Regions from separate parts of the Mus musculus genome. Here all the other regions are linked to region 1. Evidence: chromatin contacts called from public Hi-C data. All regions are on one chromosome and are shown on one strand. The core of a region is the stretch at or near the end of the contact, and the rest is flanking DNA. Distances in the headings are between cores, read along the strand shown. Region 1 overlaps Gm12694 (a long non-coding RNA gene). Region 2 overlaps Fggy (FGGY carbohydrate kinase domain containing). Region 3 overlaps Fggy (FGGY carbohydrate kinase domain containing).

Region 1 (3,759 bases), core at 667-3,166:
GTGCAGATTCGTGAGCTCGGCATTTTAATATGAGGTGTAGGATGGTAAATGAAAGTTCAGAAACCACGTCAGGAAGGATTTACTAAGACAGAACTGGGACCCATTACCAGGAGGGGAAAACTCAAGGAACATGCATTCAGTCCTTCCCTTGTGTGTTCATTGATGTTTACAGTGTTTGCTTATGTGCAGCCCTGTGTCAGGATTCCAGTGTTTACGTGTGTGGGGGCTTGTGTCCGGTGTGGAGGAGACAGCGATGCAGACATTACATGTGGTCTCATTAAACCTCATATAGAGAGGGTCAGAGAATAGCAGAAGTGTCTCATGGAGAATTATCTGTTCTCAGCAGGTTCATACAGAAGGACAGAACTCAAATGGACTGGAAGGGGTTGGCTGAACCGTGTGTGACACTGCGCTAGCACTGTCTGCTTAGAGACTAAAAGTCAGTGGGAAGCTTTCAGTGAGACTGAAAGTGGTGTTGGGTTGTGGTGGGACTTAACCCTCTTTCTACCCTTTGGGCCCAGAGTTCACTAGAAAGACTAACAATTGATATCGCCTCTCAGTTTTAGATAAGGACAGACAAAATTACAGCCATTGGTCTTTTGTTTTCTTTCTTGATCTTTTCTTTGTCTCTCAGTGATATTGTGGCCTTTTTTTTCCTTTTTTTTTTTTAATTTTCTTTTCTTTCTTTCTTTTTTTTTTTTTTTCTTCTTTTCTTTTTTTGAGACAGGGTTTCTCTGTGTAGCCCTGGCTGTCCTGGAACTCACTCTGTAGACCAGACTGGCCTTGAACTCAGAAATCCGCCTGCCTCTGCCTCCCAAGTGCTGGGATTAAAGGCGTGTGCCACCACGCCCGGCCTTTGTGGCCTTTTCTCTTCTGGTCACACAAGGTTCCTACAAACTTCGTCTTTTAACCATAAACTGTAAAGGACTGACATCAGAAATCTTGGGGGCAGGACACGAGCATTTTCTTTCCTATCACGTGTGGTGCTAGGGGTTGAGCCAGGGGCCTCATACGTGATGGGCGAGCATCCTGCCACTGACATGCATCCCCCCAGAATTTTTGTTCTTTACTTAAAAAAAAATTTGAACAGGGTGTTGCCAACTTGTCCAGACTGACCTTACACTCACCCTGTAAACCAAACAGCTTGAATGCACATGAAGCCCTGATAGGCATTGAACTTCTGATCCTTCTGATTCACTCAGGAGCTGGAACTACAGTCCTGCACTACCAGGCCTTGCTGGATCTTTCAAAGGTCCATCGTGAGACTTTCATTTCCATTGTAGATAACTGAAAAGCACAAAATAAGCTATAACAGCGTAGAAGGGCATCACCCAAATGACCATCACTGACATTATTTCCTACATTTGATTCCTCTGATTATAATTTATTTTATTTTTAAATACATATGATCAAGCCAAACCCTGCTATTTCATTTATGATTACTCAAAAGACATAGTTATATCAAGATCTTTATTACAACCATATTTAATCATATAGCTATTATATTATACTGAATAAATGCATCATACTTTATCTTTTCTCATATCTTGGACATTTCCAATATTTTGGTAGTATAAACAATGCTCAAATCTAAAACTTTCTATAAATATTTCAAATGTAAACAAATGTTGTGCACAAAGATGTTGGTTGTGACCTTTAATTTTCTACCTATCCCCTACCCCCAACATGCTCATGTCCTCTTGATCTTTATTGCACAATCCCAAGTCTCATGACGTGGCCTGAGCCATTCACTCTCTGGAATACTCATGAACTCCACTCATCTTTCTTAAAAGACGATCTTAAAAGCAAGCTCCATTGTTCTTTGCTTAGGACTGCTCCCTTCTCTGCTCTCTAAGACTTCTCGTCCTGGTCTCACCACCATTCTCTCTAATTGCTCTGTTAGATTGAGCAAAGCAAACATTTGGTTAATCATTTGGAAAATTGGTCATCACACTGCTGGCTGACTGGTATAATGGAGGTGGTCTAGTGTCAGAGCTAAAATCATTACTGAAGATAACACAGTTACTCATGCGTGTGTGTACAACCCGTCTACACGCTACCCTGTAAAGTCATTCTTTTTTTCTGTTTTTCTTTTTTTTTCTTTTTTTTTTTCTGGATGAATGTTCTTTGTTCTTGTAGGTTATAGCAAAGAAAGAACCCAGAGTCTAGGGCCCATTCTAATTCCACTCCCATATTCTACTAGATTTGGAGCAAAACTCTATGCTGGGCATCAAGTTGAGCTCTGAAAGTATACAACCAACCTAACAAGAAAGAGAGAGAGAGAGAGAGAGAGAGAGAGAGAGAGAGAGAGAGAGAGAGAGAGAGAGAGATTTGTATACAGAAGGCAAGCACACTAACAGAAAAGTGAAACAACCTGTATATGCATATGCCTATATGGCTACATAGGGTATTGGTTTAGGGAAATAAGGAATTAAACAAGACAAATGGTCCATATTGAAGAGACAGAAGAAACTGAGTGGAAGGGGAAGGGCAGAATTGAAATATGGAGGAGTATTTGAAGGTCAACAGATTGTCCCTGGGTGGAGCAGAGAGGAATGTATCAACCAGATAGCACAGAAAGGGACCTCCTTCAGGCATCAGAGTCATGCCATTGGGTGATATGAAGGTCAAAGTAAATAAGTCAAAAAATATGTGAAAACATGTAAAAAAAAAAGTTTAGGGTTATGGCCAAACTCACCTGCACCCAGCTAAAGGCAACTGCGCTACATCACAGCCCAGAATCACCAGTGCTTGTCTAAGGTCTCCCTGTAGCATGGACATTTGAAGTCCAGGAAACTACATCTTGCAAAATTTATATTCCCAGCATGCATTCATTTCCTAGAACTGCCATGACAAAATACCACAAGTTGTCCAATTAAGCAACAGGAATTTATTTTCCCACCGTCCTGGAGGCTAGAAGATGTAGATTAAAGGGTTAGCAGGGTGACTTCTTCTGACGCTTCTCTTCTCCTGTGCAAGAAGTCCTGCCTTCCATGCCATAGTCTAGAATGACACCGTATTTCTGGACTAAGGCCCACCTGACTCATTTCTTGCTACCTGTATTACCTTTTTAAAAGCCTTATTGGTGAATCCAGTCGCATTATGAGGTACCAGGGGATCAGGACTTCCCCATAGGGATTTCAGACGTATATTTCAACCTCTAACAATGAATTTCTGGATGACAGCCACACATTATTTCTATGATGTGTCACCTGACATAGAGGAGTCACTCAGTAAATAACCATTGAATCAGCCGTCGAGTCTCCAGATACTGTTAGGTATCCCTGTGTCTCCAAACACTCCCATCACCTGGGGAGCCTTCCCTCCCCCTCAGCACTTTGTCTCAGGGCCTTGTGTCCATGGGCAGAATCCTAAGCTTGCCCATCCTTTGTTCTTAACTGATAAGGAGAACCTCTACTCATCTGCCACAACGTGACTTAACTATCAGATTGTCAGAGAAGAAATGAGCATAGTTATGCAAAGTTACCTCACCTCAGTTTAAGCCCAGGCATTCACATTAGAGTAGAAAGTTGCTCCGTCCAGTAGATCCAACGGGGCTCATACCATATTTTGTCCACAGTCAAATTCCTTCCCTTTGTAATTTGTTTGTTTGGTTTTGGTTTTTTTTGTTGTTGTTGTTGTTGTTGTTGTTGGTGGTGGTGGTGGTGGTGGTGGTGGTGGTGGTGGTTTTGGTTTTTGTTTTGTTTTTTGAGACAGGGTTTCTCTGTATAGCCCTGGCTGTCCTGGAACTCACTTTGT
Region 2 (3,759 bases), core at 493-2,992, 900 kb before region 1:
TCATTTAGGCTGGACCAAAGATACTATAGCAGAGACTAAGAGAGAGTGGAATCTAGTATATGGTATATCTACTAGTGTTATCATCTATAGGTCTTGTTTTGACAACCATTAACATTTCACAGCTTCCTGTCATATCTAGAAGACACTAGCAATGGACTTTTTCTATTTGGCTTTTTCTATCTTCATTTATTTAATCCCCTAGTCTTATGCCTAGGGATTGTAATATACCTTCAAAGATGCATCAACTGAGGCTGGCCACCCCAAAAGTCACTTATTTTTTGCATCTTGACTGGTTGTAGATCTCTGCAATATCCTCCATCAGTTGAAAAAAGAAGCTTTTTTGACGAAGGTAAGAGATACAATTATCTCTGTGTTTAATATTCACTTATTTTACTGTTCTAGATAAGACTTCAAGCACTATATTAGGTAGGAGTGAATAAATTGGAAAATCATTGTCTTGTTCTTGATTTTAATGGAAATGCTTTGAGTTTAGCATGGTGTTGGCTATGGGTTTGTTGTACATTGCCTTTATCATGTTGAGATATGTTCCCTGTATCCTTAAATACTCCAGATCTTTTATCACAAAGGGATGTTAGAGTCTGTCAAAGGCCCTTTTTGCATATAATGAGATGATCATGCTTTTTTCTTGAGTCTATTTATGTGGTGGATTACATTTATTGATTTATGCATGTGGAATCGTCCCTGCATTTCTGGGACAAAGCCAACATGACCATGGTGGATAATCCTTTTCATGTGTTCCTGAATTCAGGTTGCAAATATTTTATTGAGAATTTTCTATCTATGCTCATTGGAGAGATCAGACTATAGTTTTCTTTCTGGCTATTGTTGGATCTTTGTATGGTTTGGTGCTGGGGTAACCGTGGCTTCACAGAATAGAATGAGAAAGTGTCCTTTCCTGTTTTACAGAATGATTTGAGAAGTGTTAGCGTTAGATCTTCTCTGAAGGTCTAGTAGACTTCTGTGCTGAACCATTTGGCCATGAGCTTTTTTAGTTGGGAGATTGTTAATTAGCTTGTATCTCATTGATGCTGTGGATCTATTGAAATTAGTTATGTCATCTTGATTTAAGTTGGGTGGGTCATGTGCATCTAGAGGGTCGTCTTTTATTTTAGTTTAATTTTAAGGTTAGTAGATAGTTGATTTTTAACATGTGTACTTATGATTCTCTGGATTTCTCATTTCTGTTACAATTTTCTGTTCATTTCTAATTTTATTAATTTGAGTCTCCCCTCTTTTTCCTTTGGTTAACCTGGATAAAGTTTTGTCAATCTTGCTAATTTTTAAAGAACCAGCTTTTACTTCTGCTGCATCTGGCCTGTACCTTCAACTCTCCTGGGCTCTCTTCAAGGACTCTGACACTATCACATGGTGCCAAATGTCACTTGCTCCGTGGTCCCTTCAATCTTCAGTTTTCAACTGCAACTGTGGCTACACATTCAACAATGGCTTCTCTTGGTGCCAAGACAGAGCTTCTCTCTATTTCCCTTCATGCCTTGAAAAACATGGAAGACTCTTGCACATTACCAATTTCATCTGCCAGTAAAATGTACCTCCTTTGTCCCTTCTGGACCACAGCCTGCATGTGCTGACCCCGAGGAAACACTTCCCAGAAGATCCTGCCTCAGTGATGCTGGTCTTTTCTTAATCACCACCGATTTCTCAGGTCCAGCTAACCAGCATTGATTTCCCCAGCAAAGCAAAGCAAAGGTTTCACTAATGGATGTTTACTTAGGGATGGCTGGTGGTTGAGAATAAATAGATCATTTATGAGAGGAAAGATGGGGATGGAAGCTAAACGATTTAATGGAAACATTGTGGGAAATAGGAAACAAAGCTAACATAGCATATTGACCAGATTCTTGCCAGGAACTTGACATTACTGCAGTAAGCTTGAGAAAGTATTCACTAAAAAATTAGACACTGAGATGGGTAAGAGGACTCAGTGGGTAAAGGCGCTTGCCACCAAGGCTAACAACCTGAGTTCAGTCTCCAGGATCCACATGACTGAAGGAGAGAACTGACTCCTGAAAGTTGTCCTCTGACATTCACATGTGTGCCGTGGCACATGCATATTAAAATAAAGCAAACTGAAATTAAAAATAAACGAGAAAGAGTGGATTATGAAAGGAAATAAGAATTTGTAGACCAGGAACAGTAGGGAACCGTTTGTACCTCTTAGTTTGAAGAAGTGAAGGGAGAGAAAACAGGTTCCCACCACACAGAGATACTTGTCTGCATGAGACTACCTCTGTAGTAGGTGAGGCAGTAAATGGATGCAGCCAACTTATAGTAACCCTGCAGAGGATGCTGGAATAATAATAATAATAATAATAATAATAATAATAATAATAACAACAACAACAACTCTAGCTTTCTGCTTGTGTCTCCTAATGGCCAACCCCAAGTAGACAACAAGAATAAGGGTGCCCGCCCTGCGTGCTGGTGATTGACATGTAGTTACAGAAGTCTGCCTTATGCTTCATGTGCAGTCTCTCATCCTGGTCCAGGGTTAAGAGTGATGGGGAAACAGATGACATTCAGAATGAATGCACACATGAAAGAGGACAGATGAGTGGGAAGAGATGAAACCAAAATGATTCTCAGGAAATCCTTCAGCCCTTTAGAGTCAAGCACGCCAAGACCCAAAGAATGCCATGGTTTTCTTGAGGCAGCAGGCTTAGTCATAACGTCAGGAAGCAGGCCTGACAAGCTTGACAGCACTTTCTACCTACTGCTCCACATACAGTGATTTAGTGGAATGGCAAGGGAAGGGTACCTTAATGCTCATTTAAGCATGTACCTGAAGGTGAAGCACTACCAGAACTTCCTTCGTTCAATGTGTAAACTCCTGAACACTGAGAAGCCAGGACTCAGCAGGCTGTGAAGAAGGTGAAAACAGAGTCATGTTCTACTCCGTACCTCACAGTATGTTTGCTTTAATCTCAAGGCAGTACCTGGGTAGCTAAAATTGTCCCCCTAGTTCTTCTGGTTTGGGCAGGAAGGGTAGAGAGGATATGGCAGACCCTAACCAGAGTCTTCAGGGACCTGTCTTCCTTGTCAAATTGTATTCATTCTAAGAACATGAACTACGAAGCTGAGAATGTGGGCAGAACCCAGGAAGTACTAGTGATAGCTAGGTGAGCATCCCCAGGTGCACTGAGATTCCAAGGACGCACAGGCACTAAGAGATGATGTTGCAGAGCATGTATCTATCCAAGGAGGAAACAGACTGAGGTTGAAGGACATGGGCTGAAGTAACACCGGAAGAGTGACAAAGGCACTGCTTAGGTAGGATCTAGGGACCTAACATCTCTTGATCCATTTAAAATGCCTTTACAGAATTTTCCCAATACCTGGTGCATAGGTAAGAGAATTAAAGGAGACCAAGCATCAAAGCTGCCGGCACATGTGAATGCCGAGCAAAGGCCAATGCTGCTGCTTTCCTGCCCCTCTAGTCCTGCTCCTCTGCTCTAAACATTGCTTTCATGTCCCAAATGTACAACCATTGCTTTCATGTCCCAAACGTACAACTTTTGACATCAGATTCTGGTCACGTAAGATGGTAGTGGCTTTTCTACAGCAAATCACAATTGTTATAAACTCTGTCAATGTTGTTTTGGTTGTACTGTGCCTTGGTTGGGTGTATGTGACCTGAGGTCACCCTTCTGAGAACACCACAGCATTCTGGATTATGACTTCCCCCATCTTTGAATAAACATGGAAAGCTTTCTTTACCTC
Region 3 (3,759 bases), core at 757-3,256, 580 kb before region 1:
TAAGTTTGATCCCTAGCGCCAGGAAAAACAGCTGGCTTGTTGCTTTCAATCCTGGTGCTGGGAGGTCTAGATCAGAGCATCACTAGGGCTCAATGGCCAGCCAACATAACCTTCTAGGTGAGCTCAGGCCCCTGGGAGAGACTCTGTCTCAAAAAGGATATGGATGGATCCTAAGAACTGACATCCCAGGTTGTCATCAAGCACATACACACTGCATATACGCTCACACACGTACACCTGTGCACACAACCAAGCATACCTGTACACACATGCACATACATGCATGCCTGTATGCAAATGTGCACCCATATGAACATGTGCATAACATATGCATAAATGCATATATACAAACATAAAAATAAGAGCAATTAACAAATGACCATTGGATATATGATGATTCTTTCAGCTTATCTTTTTCCCAGTGGAAATCTAAAAACTTGTGATGTTTCCTTGATACAGTAGACCCAAAAAGCACACTTTAAGATATGGGATTGTATGTGTCTCCTAGGACTTGCGTGTTTCCAGAGAACGTTTTAGCTGTATTGAGTACTGGCCTAATAAAAGCATACCAATTTTAAGGGCCCACATTTTCCCAGAAGCAGCAGCCTGGGAAAAGGCACGACCATGCAGTGCTTAGTTAACAAGGTAAGTTCCTGGCCCCACACAGTAGCAACCTACAACACCTCTAACTGCAAGCAGGACTCACAGGGAAGGGCTGAGGCTGGGGAGAAAGAGGCCTGAAGACCTGTCTCTGAGTCATCTTAAAAGCCCTTGTCTGAACTACTTCAAAGCCTTCTTTTTTCATCTTCATGAGAAGAAAAACTGTCCGCAAAGGTTGTTATAAGGACCAAGTGACGTGATGGGCACACAGTATTGAGCACACATCTAGCACATGGTCAATCAGCAACGAATATAAGCTGCTGACATCATCACCGCCTTGTCATTACTACTGTTACTCTTCTTACTAACTGGACTAGGGGAAAAACATCTCTCAGGAGGGAAAAAGAAAAAGAAAAAAGAAAGACAGTTCACCATTGTTCTCAAGATCTCTGCTTTCCGGAGCCACTGACGAAGCAAAGGCAGGCCAGGGTAGAAGAGGCAGCAGTTCAAGTCCTAGACCACTGCTTAAGGCTTCCACAGAAGGAGCCCTGGGCAGAGGGACGGGTGGACGTTTCCCAGAGGCATTCTCTCGCACCTGCATTTCTTCTCTTTTGTCTCAGAAATCCACTCCCTATCTGCTCACCTTGTTACCATGCCCACCACCGGCAACAGTGGTTGTTTAACCCCTGACACTGCTGGGACGTTTTATAAACTGTAATCACCACAAGAGTCTTCTGAAGTTGGGGACTCTCATTAATCTTCTTTTATTGAGAAGGAAACTGGGCAAGAAATGGTAATGAGTCCAAGATCACAGCTACACATTGCTAAGTCAGGGACTCCTACCCAGGCAGTTCAATTGCAGACTACTCCGAGTATCAAAAAGGCCTCCTTGAAGCTCCTCCTCACATGAGGTTGTGAGCAGACACATCACACTCCAGCACATCTCCATATACAATGTGTGAGGCACGACCTAAGGCCCATGGGCTTTCTGCAGCTCGGCTGCAGTGAGAGGTATTGGCTGAGCACTAATGCCCTGCACTTCTGTGGCTACCAGGGCTGACACAAATGATGAGCTGACCACCACTGGGAGATGATTAAAAGTCTGCCATTAAGCCAAGCTGTGCTGGAGTAGATCTGCTTTCAGGGAACTCTTCATCAGGGAACTATATTTTCTTCTTGACAATTTCCTTAATGGCAAGAGTGTTAGAAGAACAAAAGAGACCCAAGGGCAAAGAGCAGAAGATTTTGATGGAGGCAGAGACTGGGAGTGGGGAGAGAAGAGGAAAATTAAACAGGCAGAAGAGAAGATGACCTCTCTTTTATTTCTGCAGAGTGTCTGGGTAGCGCAACCCACCTCTCTGTGGTTTTCTCTGGGGCACTAACAGCTGCTCAGAGCTCATCAAAGTTTAACCAGACCAATCAATACAGAAAAAAATGGGTGACTGTCCAGCTGAAAATTACCAAGCACTTCATGAATATTTAAGGACCTCAACTAGAAACAGGGAGAAAGACCAGAACTCAGGGTTTCATTTTTTTTTTCCTTTTGGGGGATGGAAAGGGAGATAAAAGAATGTCTGTTGTTAATGATCACCAAAATATGAAGTCATAGTAATATCACAAACTAAAACTAATGATTGAGACATGAACTAGTCACAGCCAGCGTCACCTGCTTCCTTAAGACAGCAAGCCCAGGCTTATCACAGGCCACTCAAGATGAGCATGTGTGGGGCTCATATGAAGATGCTTTCTTAGAGCATGCCATAGTTTTCTGCCCCTCATTGTTTCTCCTACCCACAATGCACTGACCCTTGTGTGTCCAACTGGGAGGATACAGAGCTCATGGTTAATAGGAATCAGACGTTTAGGTTCTTGCCCTGCTGCTGCCAGTCACTAACTCCTGATGACCGGGTAAGCTGACCAGCACTCCACTCCCCATCTCCTCCTGGAACAAAATGACCTGGGGGCAGCATTAGTGCTAGCTGTAAGGCTAGTTCCACCAAGTTCCAAGGATTCACCACAGTATGTGCTAACACACTGGCATACAACAGAGACACACTGGGTGCCGCCATGACTCTTCCTTCCTCGTTTCCACAGCTCAGGCTTCCACATCGTCTGCACTGTCTTCGTTGCCACCATGCCCTGAGAGTCAGCTCTAGCTCTGTGAACTGGCTGCAGCAGTCCTCCCAGCACATTTCAGCTGTCTGTCACTCACAGTAAGGTTTGCTTCTGAAAGGCAAAGCCTACCCCACCCAGCCACATGCCTCCATTTACCTCTAATGCTTTGTGCAGACCGAGTACCCGCATACGAAACTGCTGAGCAGCGGGGGCATGCACAGGGAGGGGCTGCCGCGGTTCTGCTCTTACCTTTGTGACAAGGCAGCATGCCGCCCAGATATCCTCTGAGGACTGCTCGTGGTGGTTGAATTGAGGCTCCCACTTCTTAATTGGCTGCTCTGCGAAAGCCAAAAGGAGCCCTCTCTGGTCCACTAGAGCCGCACGGACACTACCTGTTCCCACATCGATGCCCACATAGTAGCGACTTGGTTCCTGGTCTCTGCCAGACATCATGGTCCCCTCTACCTGTGGTGGACAAGTGCAAAAGCCATGTGAAGACAAGCAGACCTGCTCAGACAGCCAAGAAATTCATTCTCCAAAGTGGGCAGAAAAGGGGAATCCAACTACCTAGCTGGGGGCTGTGTATTTATTTATTTAACTTCCCAAAGGTTTTATTGGCACTGAGCAAGGTGGTCAGAGAACAGGCACGCGTAGCACATTCTGTTCCCACTCCTGGATGGGCGTCAGAAATTAAGCACCTGATTACAATTTGACTTAAGCAACGCTGAGACAATAAGAGGGCAGAGGGGAGCAGAGATGGAGCCGGAGCCATAAGAGATGAGCATTTACTCCGTGAATCTGAATCCACAAGCCTTGGAACCAAAAGAAGAATCATTTCCTAGCCAGGCATACAGCAAATCAGCCTCATAGGTATCCTGTGCCAAGCAGTGTATGCAGCCACGCGCTTCCACTCCTCTCTATGAGTGGACGCAAGCACATGGGAGTCTCTGCAATGCTCCTGAGCCAGAGGAGAGTCTAAAAGGCAAGCTTTTTGTTTCACACTAGGCCCATCACTACGGGGACACCAAATTACACTGACAGGAA

What was found. A called contact is a pair of places that touch in the nucleus more often than the background predicts.
Region 2: a contact with region 1 is called in a Hi-C map of bone marrow-derived macrophages, with 24 read pairs. The contact joins two enhancer-like sites. A contact is called at or near these places in 2 of 15 datasets of contacts at CTCF or cohesin (the NIH/3T3 cell line and pro-B cells), 15 of 484 Hi-C or Micro-C datasets (bone marrow-derived DN2 thymocytes, bone marrow-derived macrophages, cerebral cortex and 9 more) and 7 of 115 datasets of contacts at active chromatin or transcription factors (the NIH/3T3 cell line, Th2 cells, a beta-TC-6 cell line and 4 more).
Region 3: a contact with region 1 is called in a Hi-C map of liver, with 3 times the contacts expected there. The contact joins two enhancer-like sites. A contact is called at or near these places in 2 of 15 datasets of contacts at CTCF or cohesin (large pre-B cells and pro-B cells), 3 of 484 Hi-C or Micro-C datasets (bone marrow-derived macrophages, embryonic stem cells and liver), 2 of 115 datasets of contacts at active chromatin or transcription factors (double positive thymocytes and kidney) and 1 of 9 other capture datasets (adipose tissue).

Annotation. Positions count from the first base shown.
Region 1 is chr4:95,003,593-95,007,351 of GRCm38.p6, reverse strand. All of the region lies in intron 2 of Gm12694 (a long non-coding RNA gene), which reads right to left. Among named protein-coding and RNA genes, the nearest start is that of Gm12694, 26 kb to the right of the region's middle. Within about 2 kb of position 1,916, at least 11 of the 459 cell types and tissues checked have an H3K27ac peak or open chromatin away from gene starts, as enhancers often do. A contact at or near this core is called in liver, where this site is marked.
Region 2 is chr4:95,901,119-95,904,877 of GRCm38.p6, reverse strand. The region is part of intron 14 of Fggy (FGGY carbohydrate kinase domain containing); the gene reads right to left. Among named protein-coding and RNA genes, the nearest start is that of Hook1, 64 kb to the left of the region's middle. Within about 2 kb of position 1,742, at least 1 of the 459 cell types and tissues checked has an H3K27ac peak or open chromatin away from gene starts, as enhancers often do.
Region 3 is chr4:95,584,653-95,588,411 of GRCm38.p6, reverse strand. Fggy (FGGY carbohydrate kinase domain containing) reads right to left here. Exons shown (of 16, transcript NM_001113412.1): 2 at 2,965-3,180. The coding sequence starts at 3,168. Among named protein-coding and RNA genes, the nearest start is that of Fggy, 29 kb to the right of the region's middle. Within about 2 kb of position 2,006, at least 9 of the 459 cell types and tissues checked have an H3K27ac peak or open chromatin away from gene starts, as enhancers often do. A contact at or near this core is called in liver, where this site is marked.